2 separate regions of the Mus musculus genome follow, and region 1 is linked to region 2. A link is a contact called in public HiChIP or PLAC-seq data. All regions are on one chromosome and are shown on one strand. The core of a region is the stretch at or near the end of the contact, and the rest is flanking DNA. Distances in the headings are between cores, read along the strand shown. Region 1 holds the start of Camk1d (calcium/calmodulin-dependent protein kinase ID). Region 2 overlaps Camk1d (calcium/calmodulin-dependent protein kinase ID).

Region 1 (4,741 bases), core at 1,271-3,770, 300 kb after region 2:
CCTGCCAGCATCACACCAGGGGGTTTCTGAACTCTTTTCAGACAAATGGTACCCTAGAAGACAGCTCAAGTCCACGAAGTTGTTCTGCCTGCGCTCAAGTCAACACGGAGGCAAAACTCCATCCTTTCCAGGAGTCAAACCAAGCAGCGTGTTACCCAGCACAGTCTGTTCAAAGCCGGCTCCTTGAGCTCAGCAGCCTGGCCACTGCAGAAGTGCAGGTACAGTGCTGGGGCTTTGCCAATGAGGAGAGTCTATACAGAGAGATTGTAGCCACCTGCCTTAAGGCTGCAGGCAAAGGGGCCCTTCAGGCCGGCAAAAGACACGTAAGGGGTTCACACCTTAGGGTGTTCCTCAATCTGCCATCCCCTCACCTGCAGCCATATGCCAAGTCCCTGCCTGACTGATAAACACTTCTGTTTTCCTGTTAACTTGTGCGGCTCAGATGCACAACCTCAAACCTCAATGACAAATTTTAAAAGTTTGGACCAGAAGTAATCTCTTAGCCAGGAACCCCACCCCCACCCCCACCCCCTGTACTAAAAAGCTAAGAGCCCTCTTGTTTTATTTCCACAAAACAGCAAGTACGTGCACAGAGATGCCTTCCCTGGTGCCCAGCAGGCACAGCAGGGTGACCCTACTGAGAGCTTCAGCACACTGCACAGGTCTGTCCCAGGGATCTGGGAGCACAGCTGACAAGGCCACCCTCCGACTTGTCTCTGGGGGACACACTGCAGATGGGGTACAGGAGGGGTGGAGGGAAATAATTACCAATATTTAGCTGTGGGACTCTGCACTTCGAGCAGGCTTGAAAACTGAGGTCCTGGAAAAGCAAACCAAGCCCAGAAATAAGAAGGCCGAGAGGGCAGGAGGAGAGATAAGCGCCCAGAAACACAGATACACCCGGGAATCACCACCTCCTTTTCTCCGAGTCATCAGCACCCTCCTAAACCCCAGCAAAAGGTTCATTTTACGGAGCACGTGTGAGACTGTATCTTCATGTACAGATACCGATCAAAACCAGAAACCGATCAAGTGGTGGAAGAAAATAACTTGAACTTCAGACTCTTTCCGCGGCGCTGAATTCTTTCACAGCCCCTGTACCTATCTGAGGCGCTTCAAAACAAAACAAAGCCAACTCATGCGCAGGAAGGGAACTGCAGCTGTACTGAGTGGCACATGTTCAGAGCTCTGATGACACACACTTTTGATTATTTCTGCTTTCTGGAGATGTAACCATCAAGCATGAGCCCCGGAGAGAACCGCCCCTAAAGACTCACTGATCCTCCTCCCACCCGGACATGAACCCCAGCGCCGGGCATCTGACCCTATGGTGAGATGTACACACAGATGAAGCTCTGACCACATGTCACTCTGAATACTGCGAAATTCTTCCCTCCCATCATCCTGAGGCCAGCCAAAGTCTTGTCTACACCTAGTACGTGCATATGTCAATTCCATAGGAATATATGATGTAAGGGTAGGACCAAAAGCTGAATTTCCTCGTGACCACTTTCGTCGGCCCAGTGCGCCCATACACACGATGAGTAAGTGCACACAGCCAGCGATCAGCGAGATCCACCATGCTCAGCCCACAGTCACGCGTGGGGAGAAAATCAGTGGAGGGCGGTGGTGGCAAGGGAAAAGGAAAGTCGCCCGCCCGCGTGGGCTGTTCTCTGCGCGCCCTGCGCTCCCCTCCCCCGCCCAGGAGAGGTGTCAACCGTGGGCGCAGACCCACGCGGTGGACTCGCGGAGGGTCTCCATAAGAGCGGACTATGGGACAATGAGGACGCATCGACCAGCCAGTTTCTGCCGCGGTGGCGGTGGCGACGGTAGCAGCAGGAGCAGCCGACGCTGCTGCCGCCACCGATGCTACTTCCACCCGCTGGTCCCCAGCACCCACTTACGTTCCGAGGGTCTCCTTGAACTCGAAGATCTTCTTAATGTCTTCTGCTTGCTTTTTCCAGGAGGAGCTGCTCTCGCCGTTCTCCCGGGCCATGGCAGACTAATGCTGTAGGGCGGCCGAGGGTTGCGCTGGGGAAGGGGCGCCGGAGGCGCGGCGCGGGCTCCGGGGGATGCCCGGCGCCGGGATGCGGAGCGGGAGGATGCGGAGCGCAGGGAGGCTCGGGCTGCCGCAGAGCTTCCTCTTCGGCAGTTTCCTCTTTCGCCTTGGCTGCTGCCGCCGCGGTCCCTCCCTGGCTCTAATTTCTACTGCTCTCCGGCAAAGACTTCCTGCCTCTGCCGCCGCCTGCCAGCCTCACTTTCTGCTACTTTCTTGCCTGGCTCCTGCTCCCTCCCCGCCGCCCGCCCCACTCCCCCAGCCCGCCTCCTCCCGCGGGCTCCCCGCCCTCCCAGTGCACCCGGCAGCCTCCCCGCCTCCCGCGAGGCGGCCTTCGGGGATGTCCCGCTCCCCCTCCCCTCCCCAGGAGCTCCGTGCTTGGGCGCCGGGATGCAGCACTTGACCACGGAGCCACGCACGCTCCCAGGCCGTCCGCGCACCCTGGGTCCCCGGGCGAGGGCGGGTGGGAGAACCCAGCAGGTGCAGGGCGCCGGAACGCGCGGGGGAGCCCTAGCCTTTAGGGAGCTTTATTATGAAGTCAATGCTGGGGGCGCCCGGGCTTTCCCTCTTCGAGCAGGAGGGGGCGCCTCTGCTTGGCGCTCGGAAGCTCTCGGCAAGGTGGGGTTGCGCGGCTCACGGTTGCGGGGCGCCCAGGGCGGGGCGCCTTCGCATACCCAAGAGCCGGTGACCCAAGCCTGCTGTGCAGGAGGGCGGGTGGGGGCTTGTTGTCAAGGCAATGGGCGGCGGCCTGGATGGAGCCATCGGCAGGCGGGCGTTGACTCCTGGCCGCAGCTTTGCCCCAGCAGGCGCTCCCGGAGCTCGGCAGTCACCTCCGGACTCCGCTGCTGGAGCTAATTCGCATTGCACCAAAATCTGCTTCACGTCAGTTTTGGAGCAGCTAAAGGAAACCTCGGGATGTATCGGACAGGCACGCCCAAGACGAGCCAATCACCGCCTGGTGGTCCCTTCCGGAGTAAAACTCCAGGGGTTATTTGGCGGCCAAGTGATGGGTGGATGCGGGACATGGTGGCTGGCCTGGCCCAGAACTGGAGTGACTGGACTGACTAGTGTTTGAACCCTTCTGATTTCCTCTTTCTCACTTTACTCCTGATGCTCTGAGGCCGTGGCCAAATTACACCGATTCAATGGAAAGACGCCTCTCTCTAGCGCCTTCCCCCATCAGCATACCCCGCAAGTGGCTTACTTAGAAGGTTAAGGTAGAAGCAGAGATACATTTTCCTCAGGCCTCTGGTCTCCAGAGTGAACTTTGACCTGCCCACTCTCACCTGGTATTCACCTGTTAGAGGACAGTAGGCAGCGTTTCCAGTTGGTCCTTTGGTTCAACTGGCAGGGACTACTACCTCATGATAGGAAATGTTAAGTTTTCTTTGTAGCAAGACTTCCTCTCCCTTAGAGCTGTTCGGCTGAATTGAGTAAACAGCCCTGTCTCTTAACTGGGGACACCTGTCCCATTTTCCCAGGACTGTTCCAATTTGAGAGGGGGGAGGAGGAGGAGGTGTGAATCTGCTTTCAGAAAAAGAAATCCCCCCCCCCCAACACCTCCCCATTGGTTCAGACTGGCCAGAGGCTCTGCCTTGGAGCCCTTTGTGGACTCCCAAGGAGGTTAGAAGAAAAATCTACCTATCCCTAGATTCTCAGTGCTGTTTTCCACGTTTCTTTGGCCCTTAGTCCTAAGCTCTTGAAGCTGAGAACAGCAGAGAAGAGGGTTATAACCATTGGTTGTTTAGGAGTGTGACAACCGAGTCATATGATCATCATGTTAAGTGTATTTACACAGACCTGGATGCTGCACACACCCAGCCTGTGGGATACACACGCTCACGGGCTTGGAGGTTGGGGAGAAACAGCCTATTGCTCCTAGAGCCATAATGAACAAAACATGAAATTAAATCAAGCACAAGACAAAATGATGCAATCGAGAGGCACGGTAAATACAAGATACAAGAGGGTACTGCCGGCATAATATAGCAAACTGACTTACAGTCAAGTTTTCTTTCACAAGCAGAAGAAACATAATCTAAAAAAAAAAAAAAAAGTCCAACCCACTAAATAGATAATTCAGTAAGAGTCATTTACTATCAAGCATTGTCTACCTAAGGAATGATATCTACAGTATTTCTAGGCAAAGCACACCATCGTAGGTCTGTTTACATCACCAATACCACAGACCCATGAGTAATGGGTCACACTGATGTTATGACTGGCTAAGAGGTCACTGGGCCATAGGAATTTTGCAGCTCCATTATAATCTTATGGGATTAACGTCAGAATGTCATTATGCCCACATGACTGTGCTTGCTTTTACAAACCCAGAAGAAATCGTACAAACAATATCTGAGGGGTGGGGGTGGGGGTGGGGGAGAACTAAGGAACCTCTCTCCAAGATGGAGACATGCCCAAAGTCCAAAGCATACAGCACCCCTCCAGTAAGAGCTGTATACACTGTATCTTATTGCATAAAGCATGGGTCAACAGAACCCAGCGACACTGTCCTGTGCCCCTTCTGTATCGTTTCCTTTCTCCTTCTCCATCTCCCTCTCTTTCCGTTTGATCAAAGACAGGCAATTCCAATCTCATAAGAAAAGCAGAGATAAGGACCTGGGAGATGGTTCAGTAGGTAAAGTGCTTGTCTTGCACATGTGAGGACCTAAGTTTGATCCCCCC
Region 2 (4,368 bases), core at 41-2,540:
CAGGAATGGCTTGTAATCTCAGTTCTGGTAAGGTGGAGGCCAGAGGAGCCTGTTGGCTAGTCAGCCTACTTCTGGTCAGTGAGCACTGCATGTGGAAGGAGTTTACAGAGCAGGAACATAGTAAGAGGTCACTTACATAGTTTGGGCTAGCTCCACAGGTGAGCAAGCCATCAGATGTAGAAAACTAAAATCTCTGTCACCCTGTGAGCATCATGTAACATTTGTGTTTTCCACTGGGCAATAGGGAAAGACTGTGTGTGTAACCAAAATGATGAACCAAGAGACACTCACAAAAGACCACCATGGTGGCCACTGCTTCTGGGCTTACATATCTATGATTGGCTTTGTAGTGCTTCCCATAACTTCCCTCTGTAAATTAATGCCAGTCTAATTTCATTTTTGGCTGTAAGTAATCTCCATAATAATTATATTTAACTTCCTCATCTCTTTGACCAAATACTTGACAGAAATGACTTAGGGGAGGAAGGAATTGGGGATGGGGGGAATCAAGGCTTCAGAGACGCCAGCCCCTGGTGCTCAGTTCTCAGCACTTGGGCAGAGGATCGTGTGGTAGGAGTTGATGGGTAGAGACATGGGGGTTAACCACATAATGTACCCCCAGTGGGTTTTGTCCTGGGACAAAAGTGTTCAATATACGGTGAGCCTGTGGGGTACACTTCATGATAAGATCACAATAGGAATAAGGAAACTTGTAAACAATGGCAAAAAAAAAAAAACCACCAAATAAAATAAAATAAAATAAAATAAAATAAAATAAAACAAAACAAAACAAAACAAAACAAAAATAAAGCCAGTAAAATACACCACCACCACCACCACCACCATCAATCGGTAAGTGTAGCAACCAGAATTGAAAAGGCAAAATAAACATGTTGGTCCAGTCCTGTCTATGCTCATCAACACTCTTCCTTCTAGCTTTCTGTGTGTTCTTTCCTGTGTCATCTTTCTTGCTAAATATGCCTACCTCTGTTTACTAAACAATAAAAAAAAAAAGCCAGACAGGAATACTGATTACGTCATGTGCTCTCATCTCTTCCCAAGGCATGAGGTAACTAGCGATTTTCCCAGCTAGTGCCATTCTGAGGAACCGACTGGTGTTGGCTTTCCTGAGGAAGGCACGGGGGTTCTTCTTCAGCCCCTCTCTGTCCCTAAAGTATGGGGTTTCCTTTCCTATAAGATGTATTTTTGCCATTTTCAGTTGGCAGACACAAAGCTTTAGGCTAAGAGTCTCAATTCCAAACCCTTTTTATCCTCTCTCAGATTTAGGAAGCCATTCAACGCATTCAAAGTTCTATTTTCATCGCCTTCTCTGGACTACATACACTTCATTGCAATCTTTTCTACTTGTTTTGTTTCTGTGTTTGTTTGTTTTTGTTTGTTTGTTTGTTTGTTTTAAAGCAAGGGGATGGGACCTGGTCCCTTCTGACTCCTGCTACCAAGAAAACAAAAAACAAAAAAACAAAAACCCAAAATCTTTCAGCATCTCCGCAGCACTCTGCAGTTTCTCAGCCGAGAATGTTCTCAGCCACAGTGTAACCATCTTTACAAACCCTGTGCATCTTTTTTTTTTCTTTTCAACTTTCCATTTATATAATTGCGGAGGCTCCAGGCTCCATGTGGGCTTTCCCAGAGCCTCCACAATCAGGTTCTCACCCGCCTCCAGAAGGTGACTCACCCCAGGGGTGGGGGGAGGTCTCACAATAAAAAGGGGTGTCTGCTGGCCTGTACCTGGGCTGCCACCTTCTCCCAATAGATGCAGCCCTCCCTCCCCCTCCCCCTCCCCTGCCACAGTTCAAGCCTGGCACAGCTGAGCTCCTGGCTGCACTGAGAAGCTGCTAAAAGCTCCCACCTCCTCCTCACACTTCTCCAGACTGGCAGTTCTCAGGTCAGCAAGTGGCAGCACAGCACTCAGGCTCAGCAGTCTCTTTAACCCCTCCTGCTTTGGTCCTCTGCTCTTCCTTCTGCCTGTCACAGCTTCTGAACAAGATTTAGGTCCCAGTTCAGTGTAGATTTCCAGGGAGGCTACAATCATCCTCTCTCGGAGCACACTAAGTCAGGTACTAGGAGCACAGTAGCAACAGAATTCAACTCAGTCATAAAAGAGCCTCTGTTTTAATGAGTGTGTGAGTGAGTGTGTGTGAGTATGTAAGTGTGTGTGAGAGTGTGTATGAGTGTGAGTATGTGTGTGTGAGTGTTTGTGAGTGTGAGTGAGTGTGTATGTGTGTGAGTGTGTGTGTGAGAGTGTGTGTGTGCAGGTACTCATACTTGCCCTCATGTGCACATGTATGCACGCTCATGTGGAGGCCAAGCTGTCATTCCTCACTTTCCCCTAGTTTGTCAGATTCTCTCTCATTACCCTAGCCCCAAGGATCCGTCCATTTCTGCATCTGCCTAAGCTAGAATTAACATCTGTGCATCTCCACAACCAACTTTTATTTTTCATTTGATTTCTGGGGACCGAGCTCTGCATTTTACCGACCAAGCCACCTCCTCACACTGTTTCCTTATTGCCTAGATCAAAGCAGAGCATCACCGTTTGCTGATCTGCCAGGTATCCAATATCACAGTGCACACTTCCACTTCTACTTTGGATTCATACGATAGGTGAGTCTAACAAGCTGGTGGTACTGATCGATCCATAGAAGGTGACCTCAATACCTCGGCTCAGAAGATAAAGGGACTGACTATAGGTGGTAAAATTCTTCACACTACCGAGGCTTTTAGACCACTGTGACAAAACTGCAAATCAGGTTCAAAATTATTCATGGGCACTGGGCTTTTAACCAACCACCAATAAGTGGTTATAAAGGAGATTTCTTTTGAAAGTTACTCACTGGCCATGGACTTCTGTCTAGTAGACAGGGAAGGCAGGATGAAAGGTCCTGTGTAGACCAGGCCACGCTGGCTTTAAGACAGTCATCTGAGTGAGTAAAATGATCAGTGACCTCCACAATCAGTGCCCCATTTTCTCCAAGACTTGTGGCTGACAAAGAGCTTACTGGAAAGAGTTCATACGACTCAGTGATTGGCCAACGTCTCCACACTGAATAAATCTCTCCTTCAATTGGCATTGGACATTGGATGCCCCTTCTGGACATGAAGCTCTAAACCAATTTTACATGGAGAGCATTGAGAAAGAGAGAGAGAGAGATTGTCTCTCTTTCTCTCTAGATACCTGTGCATAGCACAACATGTTTCCTTCAAACAACGTACTTGGAGAACAATATGGTTTGAATGAATAGCATCTGCCGAGAGCCTGTGCATTCAAGGCTTAGTCCCCAGCTGGCAATGGTATTTTGAGAGGTATTAGAAAGTTTGGGAAGTGGAACCTAGTTAGAAGGGCTAGGTCACTAGAGCTGGGTTCTTGGATTATCTTATCCCTGTCCCTTCTTTCCCTCTCTCTCTCTATTTCCTGTCTGTCACAAAGTGAGCACAGTTGCTCTTGCCAAATTGAGGTTCTGATGCATCTAAAATCAATGATTCTGAGGGCCCGAAGCCCTGAACTCTGGGTGCCAAAGTAAGTAGTTTTTTCTTGTAGGCTGTATATTTTGCCACACCAACGGGGTCAAGAAGACATCACCGCTGCTTGAGAAATTTCCACAAGAAGGAGAAGACACGGAAGAAAATGAGCATCGAGGGGCTGAAACTCTAGCTTGGCTTCTTACTGTGAGACCCAAGAACTTCAATGTAACATGCAATCATGGACATAAAAAGCAAAACACCAATGCATCGAGCAAGGCGTCCATATTTAATACCCAGTCATTTCCTAGGTAAGGGAGATCACACTCCCTGAACAGCTGCTGTCTAAACAGTCATTCCTAATTAGAAGGAACTAAACAGCCCAGGTACTTACAAAGCTGGGTAGTGGTGATGGTGGTAGGTGTGATGCCATCTTGGGAGTAAATAAACTCTAAAATAATTCTAAAAAAAAATCAATGTTATTAGAGGGGAGCAGGATAGACCAATTGTTTTTAAAGAATAGGCAAAGATAGAGCAGCTCCTTTAGTCATCTAAAGATTAACGAAATTAGTAGCAAAATATATAATTACAGAGTTGAATAGCAACAAAAACCAAGTTGTACCATCCAACTAGGATCAGAGGTAAAGGAAGAAAGTACTTAGATGAGATTATTCGTTTCTCTCCCTATGGTTTTTTGATCATCAGACTGAATTAAGCCACTAAAAAAACCAACCAAACAAAAACTCTTGGCCCACAACCACCATTCAGTCTATATATTTGACAAGGATAGCAAATAAACATATTCAGATTTCACCAGGACTCTCAGCCCATCCAAGCATAGAAGAACGCAGTGTCAGCATGGGCAGTCTCTCAAATGGCAGCATACAG

Evidence for each region. HiChIP or PLAC-seq counts read pairs in DNA pulled down with a chosen protein or histone mark.
Region 1: an H3K4me3 HiChIP or PLAC-seq map of forebrain shows a contact between it and region 2, with 7 times the contacts expected there. The contact joins the promoter of Camk1d here to the enhancer-like site in region 2. A contact is called at or near these places in 16 of 39 promoter capture datasets (the 3T3-L1 cell line, 3T3-L1-derived adipocytes, the C10 cell line and 9 more), 3 of 15 datasets of contacts at CTCF or cohesin (the NIH/3T3 cell line, large pre-B cells and pro-B cells), 24 of 484 Hi-C or Micro-C datasets (the G1E-ER4 cell line, the N1E-115 cell line, Th1 cells and 13 more), 22 of 115 datasets of contacts at active chromatin or transcription factors (bone marrow-derived macrophages, craniofacial prominence, embryonic basal ganglia and 12 more) and 1 of 9 other capture datasets (embryonic stem cells).

The regions. Positions count from the first base shown.
Region 1 is chr2:5,712,242-5,716,982 of GRCm38.p6, forward strand. It overlaps Camk1d (calcium/calmodulin-dependent protein kinase ID), which reads right to left and starts at 2,521. Exons shown (of 11, transcript NM_177343.4): 1 at 1,905-2,521. The coding sequence starts at 1,996.
Region 2 is chr2:5,410,216-5,414,583 of GRCm38.p6, forward strand. The region is part of intron 3 of Camk1d (calcium/calmodulin-dependent protein kinase ID); the gene reads right to left. Among named protein-coding and RNA genes, the nearest start is that of Gm36853, 70 kb to the right of the region's middle. Within about 2 kb of position 1,291, at least 17 of the 459 cell types and tissues checked have an H3K27ac peak or open chromatin away from gene starts, as enhancers often do. A contact at or near this core is called in cerebral cortex, cortical neurons, forebrain and 1 more, where this site is marked.